Regions from separate parts of the Zea mays genome. Here all the other regions are linked to region 2. Evidence: chromatin contacts called from public Hi-C data. All regions are on one chromosome and are shown on one strand. Each heading gives the region's core, a stretch centred on a gene start, on an enhancer-like site or on the middle of the called end of the contact. The rest is flanking DNA. Distances are from core to core; before and after follow the strand shown.

Region 1 (4,388 bases), core at 1,111-3,610, 260 kb after region 2:
ATGATCCAATCTAAAGGGAATTACTTAAACAAGTTAGTTAATACTGGTAACATAGATTGGACCATATTCTTATAAATGGGTTTTAAACCTAAATTGGTGTCTTAAACCAACTCGTTCATGAAACCATGACCTAGCTTATGTTATAGGTTCCCAACCCATTTATCCCAAAAGCAAAGTAAAACTTTGTTTAACCTACCTACCCCATGTACCCGCAATTGTTATCTCAAATCAGATAATGGCATTTAACACCACAACTGATGGTCCCTAAATCAGACCCAAGAAGAAGGTTAACCTCGACAATGAAGGATATGAGTAGAAATAGATCTTCAGATGAATCAAGATCCACCATCCGGAATAAAAGTCTCCCTTACCTAATTTTCCTTATTCCCCTAATTTTCCTTATTCCCCAAATCTTCCCTACACTCACCTAGTAGCTAAAACCTGATGTACCCTTGTTTCCTATGCCACACCTGCTAATGGTATGAAAATTTTAGGTGTATATAAAGAAATACTAATGGGAAGTTCCACTAAAAATACTAGAATTTCATAAAGATAAAGTCAGCTTGTTATGCTCAACTAAATGATATTTTTGAATAGGATTATAGAATCTAATGTGATCTAGTACGATCTAGTCTAATGTGGTCTACTTAAACAGATTAGTGATACTGGTAGAAGAAAGTAGACCTATCTAACCTAATATGATCTCATCTAGATTGAGTTACTTAATGCTGGTACAAAAGATAAGGCCATACTCCTAATTCACTTACGCTTAAATTGGTGACTTAGATCAACTCGGCCATACCCAACAACTTGTCCTACAAAACAGGTTACATAACTAATCCCATCTAGCATATAGCTACCTACTAAACCCTCTATCCATATGTTACCTACAAAACTATCTTAACCTCCTGTCCTAAACCCGGAAGGAGACACCATAGCTCAAGAAAGAAGAGATTAAACCCTACTAGCTAGGTGTTAACTTAACTCAGTACAGTAGACCAACTCAGTCACATATATGAGATCTGACCCAACCAATAGAGTCATGATGAAATGTATAATCTATCTATCCCCGCCTAACATCAAACAAACTTTTGACCTATATCATGTAGTCCATCTCACCCATAACTATTTCAACCATATGCCCCAACTCTGCTGATATACATTAACCTCGAATCAATGAGACCAAGACCGAAGAAGAAAAGATCAACCTCAACAAGGAAGGAGATAACAGTCAAAGCGAATCTCGAGACGAATCAAGACTTAAACCTTTCGGACGAAGTCTTTCCTTGCCATAATATTTATTACATCAACCTGTCTAGCTTATGTCCTACATAATAAGTAGTTGGATACCTATGCTCTCCTAATCACCCACTATTGACTATAAAAAACGAGACTCTGGATTTTTGAACCAATTATAGACTAAAAGCCGAATTACAAACCAATCCTTATGTATCCCTTTTCATACAAATATCGAGGACGAGATTTCTGTTAAAGGGGGTAGGATTTGTAAAGCCCAAAAAATTGTATAAAAAATAAATAAAATAAATGAATAAAGAAATAAATAGTAAAGTGAGATATCTCAAATTATACTTGAACTTTGAATTTTGAGGACTGAATTTCGAAACCAAGAATTAATGAAGAGAAAGAAGTAATAGAAAGTTTTTCTATCCAACTAAGAGATTACTCATTTCATTAAAATGAAAAACTATAAGCATTTATTTAAATGGTTATTGATATATAAGGATAGTATTAAATTTAGATGACTCAAATCTAGACGGAACTTTTAAATTTAATTTAAACTCAGAAAAAATTAATGAATTGGAGAATTTCCTATTTATTTGAGTAAATACCCCTTTATCAATATTATATTGAGAGGCATTAAGTAAAGTAAGAAGTAAATAGACTTTACACTCATGCTTGGAGTTTTTGTTTGTGCATTTAACAATAACACTAATAAAAGTATAATAATGAGTCAAAGGTTTGGGATAAAACCTAAATTTGAAGTTTGAAATTCAAAAGTGGAAAAAGGGGGAAGAAATATTATAAAACCCAAAATAAATCCATAATTAACTAAATTCATTCTACTGATATGTTCAAGATGAAAATTTAATTTGAGTACAAATTTTGCTGTGAGGTTTGAATTCAAATTCTAGATTTGGAAATAAAAGGAAAACAAAAGAAAACAGAAAAATATTAAAAAGAAAAGAGCCTATCAGCTTTTTGGGCCAAAACTATTTTCCTGGCCCAATATCACGCACCCGCTGGCCCAGCCAAATCCCACCGCGGCCCACCTACCACCATGTAGACGGCCTAGGATACCCACTCCGCGCCCGCGCACCGTGTGTCGCTGCCGTGTAGGCCACTCGCGCCAGCCTCTCACCTCACGCGCCACTCACACCACTGACTGGTGGGCCACCCCGGTCAGCTCCTCCTTCTTCGTTGGCCGTTTGCAACAGATGTCGCGTGCATCTCGCGCTCCTCCGACCGATTCTTCACCCCCAAAATCGGAATCGGCCCATTCGATCTCACGCAGCTCATCCACACACGCTGTTGGTGACGCGCACCTCTTCCCTTGGGTCATCAACGATTGGGGCCACATGTCGGGTCCCTCCTGATCGTCATCTTCGGATCGGAGATAGCACCGACAACCTCGTAACAAACCCAGTGCGCCAGGGAAATCTCATGTGGTCGTTGCATGCCAAGTTCGCCTTCTCGCGCCTATATCATCGGGCCACCTGTTCCTCCTCCTCGTCTCGTGGGATCGCAACCGGAGCCACCATCTACCGGGAGGAGAGCGCCGTCGCCGCCGTATCTTGACCTCGACGTCAATTCTCGTCAGTCAAGCCATGTGGTTCTCTGCGAGTGGTCTGGAAGCATTGCATGGAGGTATGGAGTTATGACGAGATGCTTCCCGACTGGATGATCGGTCAGAGCTCGCCGAATTTCTCGTCGTTACTTAACTTCATCAACCATCTACAGCACGTCGTGGCCGTGAGAAACTACCTTGTGAATCCCGTGAGAGCCTTTCCCGCAGCTTCCTCATGTCCCCAATTCGGTATAACCATATTTCGAATAGGAAATAGCATTCTTAGGCGGGCTGGCCGCTGTTCCAGCCATGGCGCCGCCACGAGTAAGCCTGTGTTGCCACTCTAGGTTATCGGGTGGGGGAAGAGAGTGATCTTGTTGTTGAATACGTGATGAACGACCGGGATTAGAGTGTGGGGTATAGCTGCGGTGTGAACAATTTGGTCGTTGGATGCGATCTGTTCGATTCCTATTAGATCTCAATTCATAAAACTCTGATCGTCGATCTTTAATCTGACGGACGTAGCTTCATACCGGTTCAGTATTGATGGCTTCTAGTCTGTGTCGTCCGTAGTGGATCGGGCGGCCGAGAGTTAACCATAACCCTTCGTCGTGGTAATGTTGCTAAAGAGCCCTCGGGGTTCTTCATAATAAACTTGTGGTCCATCGCGGGGAAGTTATGAGTCTTGGAAATATTTACGTAGTAAACCCTGTGCTTATCTGTTTTATGCGCATAGTCCAGAGAACAGAGAAATTAGATAATAAATTTTAGAAAATGATTTTTAGAACAAAAACAATACTAGAAACTTGTATAATTCATAGAAAATTCATATTAAGTCCAAATTGATCCTTTCCAATTTCTATATTTTTGTAATATTAGTGTTTATCAACTAGTGTCTCTGTTTTGACATGAAAACCATATTAAAATTAATCTCCTAATTAATCTTGTACCTAGCACCTATAACTTTGAAAATTCATAACTTCCCCATTTTGACTCCGAATCAATCCGTTCAAGTTGCATTAGCTTCATATAAATATCTACTACGCAATAGAAACATTGATTATATGATATCCCATACTTTTATAATTAGGTAACTAATTTGACTAATCTATGTTTTCTCGATCAGATTATCCTAATATTAATATTAATATAGTATCCTGATCTTATGGCTATCTTTGGCCTAAAAGATAATTTATAATCAAGTAATGACTTAGATTAAAGTTGATTTAATTATTTGTAAGATACTCTCTCATATGATGTATACTAATCAATTTACAATATTGTTTAATCGTTAATTCACATTTATCTTCCATAAATCATAACTCCTTAACCGGAACTCCGAATTTAGTGATTCTCATTCCCACGGTCTCGTTACGATGCATAGATTATTATTATGTAGTTTGTTCTTATGTTTGGCATGATGTTAATTTTGTATATACCATGTTTGTTGTATTGCTACGACTAGCAATGAGGTCATGAGAATCTGAAGATCATCCTGGTACCTAGAATCTCAAGTCCTAGGCAAGTTGTGCCCTTGATCACTTTTATTTACCCAATAATGTTCTTTATAATCATTTTATCA
Region 2 (4,180 bases), core at 355-2,854:
ACATGAATAGTTAGTTTGAAGTAACTTTTACTTATTATTTTACATTCAAAATACTATTTTGTCTAAAAAGAGAGAAAACAATTTGAGTGTGTTTTATACTTCAAACATTTACTAAATAAATAAAATAATTAAAATAGATATATATCTAGTGCATCATGTTGGAGTGTAATTGTGTGTGCATAAATTAGTAGTAAAGAAATCTATAGAAAGACATCAATGTTCAAATTTGGAATTCTAGAATTAGAGTTTAGAGAAGAGAGGAAAATGTTATACAAAATAAAGAAATATGTATAAAAATAATTGGACCTTCCAAATTATTAGGCTCAAATTGTACATTTAAAATGAATATAAATTCACATTTAAAAACTGGATTCAAATTTGAATTCTAGAAATTAAAAGAAAAGGAAAAGCAAGAGGAAAATAAAAAAAAGAAAAAGGAAAAACCTGCAGCTGGGCCAACTTCACCCATTTCGGCCCAACCTCCTTCCCTCCCCACGCCGGCCCGCTTCCAATCCCCCCGCACACGCCTCCACCGCGGCAAGCCCTAGCCGCCAGCCTCACTCCTCTCAGTCACATGCGCACATACCGCTGTACGGTGGGACCCGCGCTCCAGCGCTCAGCCGTTCACCTACGTCGCTGACTCGTGGGGTCCGCTCGGTCATTCACTCTTGCCACACACTTTGACTGACGCGTGGGACCTCTCAATCGGATCGTTCTTCTCCGAACCCGCTGCTGAGAACTCCACCGGTGCCTGAGCTCGCAGCCAGGGCAATCCTAGCAACAACCCCACAACGAACTCCAATTTTCTCGGCCACCGGTCTCTTTCCTCCTTGTTCCACGCTCGCGCCCGGTTCTTCCTCTCGCACGTGGCTGCGCCCGTGTGCTGCGCGCGCGCGGAATCCGCGGGTGCCTGACCACGTTAGATAATCGGGTTCCGCCCGAGGGAAGCGGCTAGGTAGTTGCAACCTACTCGGTGCACATGGGAGGTATCCAGGAGCATAAGTACCGGGTTCTCGCGACGCATGGAGTGATTAGAGCAAATAGAAACAGAGGGATTAGCCGCCGGGCAGAGAGTGCCTCGAAGGGCGGAAGAGGGCGTGCTTCCATTGTCAAACCCACGGCGGGGAGTGCCCGACATTTTCTTGCTTGAACCGGACGGTCAAATTTGGGGGTCGCGGTGCCAGGGCAGCAGTCGAGCGCCATTAGATTTCTCGCCGGAGTTGGCGGATCACGGTCGCGTCCTCCATTGCCGTCACCGGGGGTCTCGTCGCAGGAAAACTTCGGTAAGACCTCACTCCTGGGCTTCGTCACCCTCCCTGTTGCAAGTAGACTCTAGTAGGATAGAACTTGGTGGACCATGGTGCTTGGCTTGGTACTCCCACGGGTCATGCCGCCACGGGTACTGGGCGCCGCCGTGTCCGGCCTCGGGTGAGAGAAGAAATACCAGCACTGTAGATCTTTAATAGAGTGGCTAAGATTAGATCCATGGTTGGGGATGCCTCGGTCGTCTGTTTTCGGATGGACGGTTGTGGTCTCACGCGGGGTAATGGCTCGGGTGAGCAGTGCTGGAACGTCAAATCGGGATCGGACGGTCCTAATGGCATACCGGTCTGGTTGGGCTTGGATCTAATCTGGTCCACGGGGAGTGTATCGAACGGTTGTGAATCGCTCCATACCTCTTCGCCATGCCATTTCACTAAAGAGCCCCTGGAAATTTTAATTATCAACTCACGGTCCTCTCGCGCTACTCACTGAGTCTTAGAGTTTTTGCGTCCCAGCCCCTGGGTTCTCTGTTTATCATGCGTGGAAACCAGGGTACTATCAAATCAGAGAAAGGGATTTAGAATTGGATTTTTAATAGAGAAATAATTGCTAGAATTTGATTAATTCATACAAAATGCATACTTAGTCCAAATCGACCCATTTCAGTCTCTATAATTTTGTAATATTGTTGTTTATCACCCTATGTCTCTGTTTTTACATGAAAATGGTATTAAAATTTATTTCCTAATTAATCCTATATCAAATACATAAAACCCTTGGAAATTCATAACGTCTTCGTTTTAATTACGATTCGATCCGTTCAAGTTGCGTTAGTCTCGTATAAATATTTACTATGCAATAACAACATTTATTATACCATGACTCATTATTTTATAATTAGGTCTTTATTTAACCCATGTGGTTAGTCTTGTTAATCTACTTACCATTATAATATACTAAAATATGAACTAAGGTCAATTTATAATTTGGATTAAAGTGTAGATAGTTATTTAGAGAATAATCTCTCATATGATTTGTATTAACCAATTTATAATATAGTTTAACAGTGTAATCACATAAATCCTCCATGAAATCATAACTCCTTAATCATAACTCCGATTTTAGTGGTTCTCGATCCCACGATCCCGTAGAAACGCGTAAATTATTATTGTGCACTTTATTCTTATGTTTGGTGTGATGTTAATTCTGTCTATACCATGTCTATTTGTATTGCCACAACTAGCGCGAGGTTACGAGGATCTGAAGAATCACCCTGGTAACTGGAATCTCAAGTGCCAGGCAAGTTGTGCCCTTGATCCACTTTTGTTACCCAATAATATTCTTTATTATCATTATTCAATGCATATGTTTAATTTTGATGGGACCCAATAGGTCACCCTAGTCTGTTTATCATTTTTACCTTGTTTACCCCTGAATCACATGGGTAGTTTTTGCTATTGCTTTATATGGTTTTGGGATTAATACTACATTATGTCCATGTTCCAATTATTATGTTATTTTATTTATGTTCATGTCAAGATCATTATATTATTGTTAATTGGAACATGGAGCTTAACTTGAGAAACACGTGCCACCACAAGGGAGGAATGAGACCCCTTGTTAATGTTGGGGACTTGTTCTCAAATGCTATGAGTTAAGAACAAGGCAACACAAAAAGAGGTTAATGGTTAATGCCCTTCGTCCTTCGAAGCATTATTTCCATTAGGATATAAGGATCTTCGGACGAAGGTCATGAAGGACGTACCTTCATCATCACAGTATATGTTAATGAAAGAAGAAGCATATGAAGCATGAGAAATAACATGAATAATCATATGATATCATTAATATATCTTTATTATATCATCATAGATGAATAAGAACAATATTGAATTACATTTGTACCTTCGGCTTGATAGAAGACAAAAGTCCAAGCGTGACGCACGAGCGAATACAAGCCAGCGTGAACGGTACGGGGGTACGGTTCACCTATTTATAGGCACGGGACGTAGCCCGGTCAAAATTACATTTATGTCCTCGACAACTAGTTACAATCATGACACAAATTATCGTGGACCGATTGGTCTTTTCCTCTTTAAGTCGGTGTAGCTCTTCGTCTCAAGGCATGTCACTATGCCGAAGCTCCCTGGATGGTAGCTTCGGCATGTACCTTCGTGCTGTATTTGCTTATGTGCTGATCTTCCAAAGGTGTTTCTTCTTAAAAGACCTTCGGCGATGAAGCAGGTCCCCAACAGTAGCCCCTTCGTGGTGCTAGATTATTTTCATAACGAGCTTGATCCGTGAAAAATCTTCAAGGCTTCGGAATGCCGAAGGTCCGAAAAACACCTTCCCTGAGCTCGTTGCCGAGAAACGATTAAAGTATTCCGGGTGCGAGGTGGCCCACCACGCAGCGGGTAATGGTCCACCATTTAGCGGGTGCGGGTGAATGTTCGGCGGGTGCGGGCGACTTGGCGATTGACCTTCCCACCTGCTGCACTATATAAACAGACATGTAGGTGTGAAGTTACCACAACATTCATTGTCATTGCACTGTTGTGCTGTTGAAAAATTTAAGCATAGCCAAAGCTTTTTCACCGCATTCTTGAGCGAATCATCACTTTGAATTAGCTTCGTAAAAAAGGGAGCTTCGTCAAAACTATAAAAAACATCAGCTTCGTAAAAATCGCAAAGGATTCATCACCAGATGGCTAGAGTACGCTCGACCGCGAGGGTGACCCGTGAAGGAGAGGAGACTGAAGCCACCGAGACAGCCCCGATCTCCGAGGTCATGATACAATCAGGCTTAGTTGTGACGGAGGGAGTCTTTGAAGAAGGTGCACCTGCTGCCGAAGCTGAACAAGCTGATGTTGAGGAAGAAAACGCTGATGAAGAAGAAGAGGATTATAACATTCTAACC
Region 3 (4,456 bases), core at 155-2,654, 480 kb before region 2:
ATCAGCTTATACATGTACACACACATTGCAGTTTCTATCCCATGCTCTGCAAGATGTTAATGCCCTCAGCACATGAGTTAACTGGGTTTACAATCAGGTACAACTAACCAGCTCGGCAGTAGGCAGCATGAGCCAACAGGACACCAGACTAATCATTCCTGTAGGCTGTAGCAGTGTAGCTGACTATTTGGCTAGTGATCAAGTGCCCAGGCAACTCAACCTGACTTTATAACTTGAAAACATCGGTTCAGTGTTCACCTTTATTGCCATAATTGCATTTATGTGGAACCCTCATCAGCAAACTTAGCTCCCTCCACAGGACGAGCGGTACACAGCATTACATCCAAATAGGCAGATCACGGACACACCGGGAAATGCAGCAGCCTGTTCTTCCGCCGTGCAAGTGCAGCCTTGCAGTAGGATATAGTAAACCTAGAAGCACTGGTCAACTTGGAACCAACAATGGAACCGGCCTCTTCTCATTAATGTACATCCAGTTACGAGCGGGGGTTACTGGGAGCTCAATAAAACCGCGGCATTTTGCTACTAGGCGGTGTGAGATTGACGAAACAAAGAAAAAAAGAAAAAAGTACCGTACATTTGAAACATGCAAGACTAATCAGATTAAACCTAAAACATCTGCCTAGAAACAGCACTGGATTCGTCAGCGACAGCAAACCGAATCAGCACCGAACCAAAAACGGTACAGACATCCTAGGCGCACACTGACGACGACATGTGGGAGTGAAGAGCTCGTTTTCTTCTCTAGCCACACCTCATCCCACGGTGGCACGTACACTGCGCGGGGGGGCTCGAACGGAGCAATGGAGAAGGCAGTGCAGTGCAGGCCAGGGGCGAAAGGGGTAAACTTACAGCTTGAGGCACCTGGACTTCTTGCAGCTGCAGGCCTTGCACCCGTCCCCGTCGTCCGCCTTCCTCCTGATCCACATCCACCCACCCAGCAAAGAGGGAAAAAAAACAGAGGGACGGAGGGAGAGAGTGTAAGCGGGAGCGGATCGCACGCAGCGAAACGAAAGAGGAGACCGGGCGCGCGGCCGAAACAGTGCGGGAAAGGGAGAGAGAAGAGGGAGGAGGCGCACGGACCTCCTCTTCCTGTCGGAGTTGCCGTTCGCCTCCGCCGGCGCTGGCGGCGATACGGCCGCGGAGGCGGTGGGCGCGGCAGCCTCGGCGGCTGGAGTCGGGGCGGAGGCGGGAGGCGGAGGCGGAGGCGGAGGCGGGGAGAGGTGCGCGTCGTCGGGCTCCGGCCACGGTTGATTCGTCGCCCCCGCCCCCACATCCGCGTCCATCGGAACGGGCGCCGCCGCTTGCGGCGCCCCGATCGGCGGCGTGGGGCTCGCCGTGGCGACAAAGCGAAGGCGAGCGCGAGAGGTGCGGACTGCGGGAGTCGGAACTCGAGAGGGGCACGGTGCTACGGCCGCACGAGGAGGAAAGGAAAGCCAACTAGTGAGATGAAATGGGGGTTAGGGGCTTTGAGATTCGCGCTCGCTGCTGGGACGGCCCCGATCGCTGTTGGATCCTCTGGTTCGGTTTCGACCAGGGTTTCTCTCTGGCCTGTTCGCTCTACTGAGGGCATGTACAGTGGTGTTTAATGTGGGGGCTCTTAAGGTGTTTTAGGGGGTTATTTGCAAAAAAATGTTAGAGCCGTCTCTCCGTGAAGAGACGCCTCTGGCTCGTAAACCAAGTAACAACAGACGTCTCACTTCCCACTGTACGAATTTGTCGTCTGTTCTATCTATCTGATGCTATACAAATACATTTAATTCTGTATTTATTAATAGACTACGTTTATAGACACTCCATTGTACAATATAGTCTCTTAGTTGTCTCCTGTGCTTGGAGAACCGTTTTGGTGTCTCTCCACTGTACATGCCCTAATCAGTTGGCTTCAATCTAAACCGTATGCTCATATCAATTCCCACAAATCTATGAACAAATCTATGCGTGTGGCGAAACGAATCCATGAGTGTGGATAGCCAATAGTGTTGCATTCAGGTTACCGCCAAGGCGCATGTCGTTATCGATGAGTGCCGTTAGCCATGGATTCTATCGCTAGCTGGAATTGGGGCGTGAGTATATATGGTGGTGGCTGCCAACAAATTGCCAAGGAATTGGGTCCAGGCTTTCATCTGATTCTTTGCTCAGTTTATTAGGAGCATGGACGATGTTTTTACAGCGAAAAAGGATGTGTTCTTCTGAATTTGCATCGCACATCACAATTCACAAATACCATATTTTGCACTCAGTTAACACACCGCAGATGATCAATACCATAAAAGCATTGCCAGTTCATACACGGAGATTTTACAAGTTCGCACGCACACAAACAAAATCATTCCCACTCCCTAAACCATCTTCAAATTCATCAACCACTTGTTCTGAACAAACGCCGTCAACAGTTGCACGACTACAGTTACCAAGCACGCACAAGAGAATGCATCTCAAGAGCCCTGCTATATCATGCCATATCCTATAGTGATCAAAGTTCTAGCTTAAATAAAAGTCTTGCAGTTTAACCTCAGACAAATATAAGTCTTAACAGTTCTGTCATCTGGTACATGCGAGATTCACATCTTGATCCCAGATACATACAAGTCCTCAGATTCTTCGGTCTCCGGAACAAAATAATGAACATAAATTATAGACAGACAGCCACAGGGAACACACGGAGCCAAGAGATAATTTACCAGCAAACCAAATGCCATTGGTTGTTCTAGGGAGGCAGAATTTTGCCAGCACGCGGCAGATTATTATAGCAGTACATAAATAATCATTGATCGAGAGAGATAGAAATGATGAAAGGAAAGTCGCTTGGCTGTCCACTATCAGATGGTATGGTAGAAATAAACCTGATGAGTTGAGACAGGGAAAGGAAAGGATTAACATCTCAACAAGAAGCAACGGTAATAACAGAAAACAGAGGCAAGGAAGTTTACCAGTGACAAAATATGGTAAATTCAAGGGGCTGGCAACTTGGTTTCTGGATCCTCATTGTTTACATCACCGCCAAGGGAAGGGAAAGAAGGAATGGACTTTAAAATCAGCTTCCTGCCACTCCTACAGATTGGAGATAGCCCGGTACCCATTCGCAGGGGAGAGATTCGCTTCTTGTTTGGTGACACCACTTTAACAGAAGTTTGAGGAGATGAATTTCCCTTGAGGATATCCGATGTGCTATCACCAAGGACCATTTCCGCGTAGTTTTCGAATGGGGAGAGCATAGTGTCGGTCTTCGGAGGAGCTTGTAAGTTGCACAACCGCGAAGGATGTCCAGTGAGTTTTGTTGAAGATCGTGGTTTTTTGGAGCTTTTCTTGGAGCTTGGGGGTGGACGACAAGCCAAGGGTCTGGGAAGAGCAAGATGCATTAAGATTCAGTATATTACATTGCATAAGAGGCAGGATTCGCAGTAACATATGTGTATCGTGCAAAAATACAGCATACAAACCTGCACTGCACCATGGAAGGTGTGGTCAGTACATTTTCAGCAGGAGCATCATCAGGAGTTTGGTAGACAACAAGCTGTTTCTCGATTTCACTTTTCTCTTCTTTCACACAAACATCCTTTTCTTCCAATCCCTGCTTAGGTTCCTCTATGCTTAACACGGCAGCCCCTTGAATAAGATTTCAAAAAAAAAACTTTAGAGAAATAGTAGTTTTTTATGGATAGCAGAATGTAAGACATGGTTAGTTACTGAGACAAATTGAAATAGCTAAGCTAACCATAGACTATTACTTCATATAATAACCCAAAGTTCAGATCTAGTATTGTATAGGGCACCCTTTCAGAATGATATAGCTAAATGTAAGCAGCTTGCTTTAAACCAACCAAACATCATAGATCATACAACACAAGCTAATCTTATGAAATTTTCACCAAGTAATGGAGTTACTATTGATAATATAGAAGAACACCAATTAACAGACAAAGACTGCAACTCCAAACTGAAGCAGCATGTTATGATAGGCAAGGTGTATGGGCACCCCTGGGCAGCCAGAGGGCGAGCCAGCAGCAGAGGCGCAGAAGGAAGGATAAGTTTGGCTATCAGCATGCAGATAAGTGCTTGCTCAGTTTAAAATAGAAGAGTTTGTTTAGATTTCCTTGAATATTGGTAGCTTCTGTTATTCGGGGCGGAAATATAAGCCCCTTATTGTGCTAGTCTGTAATTAGGAAAGATCAATCAAAGAAAGAGATTGAGTCTTGCCTCCTTGTTGTTCTCAACTCCATCGCTGCGCCTGAACCCTAGGCCAGTTGTCAAGGGCTGAGTATCCCCAGACATCAGGGCCTCGACTACGCAGTTCGTAGTCGCGACCCATCTTCTCCAGCAAGGTTTTGCCCCTCAGCCGCAGGCTTTGTTGGTGGGTGGAGAGGAGAGGTTAGAGAGAATAAACTTTGCTTAATCCTTCCAGCCGGCTGGTTACACATATATATGGCCGATC

Evidence for each region. A called contact is a pair of places that touch in the nucleus more often than the background predicts.
Region 1: a contact with region 2 is called in a Hi-C map of ear, with 2.0 times the contacts expected there. The contact joins two enhancer-like sites. A contact is called at or near these places in 3 of 25 Hi-C or Micro-C datasets (bundle sheath, ear and endosperm).
Region 3: a contact with region 2 is called in a Hi-C map of tassel, with 2.3 times the contacts expected there. The contact joins the promoter of LOC100217281 here to the enhancer-like site in region 2. A contact is called at or near these places in 2 of 25 Hi-C or Micro-C datasets (endosperm and tassel).

What each region holds. Positions count from the first base shown.
Region 1 is chr3:122,031,616-122,036,003 of Zm-B73-REFERENCE-NAM-5.0, forward strand. No RefSeq gene overlaps it. Among protein-coding and RNA genes, the nearest start is that of LOC103650483, 12 kb to the right of the region's middle. Within about 2 kb of position 2,361, at least 16 of the 20 cell types and tissues checked have an H3K27ac peak or open chromatin away from gene starts, as enhancers often do. A contact at or near this core is called in bundle sheath and ear, where this site is marked.
Region 2 is chr3:121,768,132-121,772,311 of Zm-B73-REFERENCE-NAM-5.0, forward strand. No RefSeq gene overlaps it. Among protein-coding and RNA genes, the nearest start is that of LOC103652148, 110 kb to the left of the region's middle. Within about 2 kb of position 1,605, at least 18 of the 20 cell types and tissues checked have an H3K27ac peak or open chromatin away from gene starts, as enhancers often do. A contact at or near this core is called in bundle sheath, ear and tassel, where this site is marked.
Region 3 is chr3:121,287,661-121,292,116 of Zm-B73-REFERENCE-NAM-5.0, forward strand. LOC100217281 (Protein tesmin/TSO1-like CXC 4) reads right to left here and starts at 1,405. Exons shown (of 6, transcript NM_001143632.1): 1 at 1,105-1,405; 2 at 874-939. The coding sequence starts at 1,307. LOC100216775 reads right to left here. Exons shown (of 11, transcript NM_001317372.1): 9 at 3,465-3,630; 10 at 2,955-3,363; 11 at 2,253-2,867. The coding sequence ends at 2,976.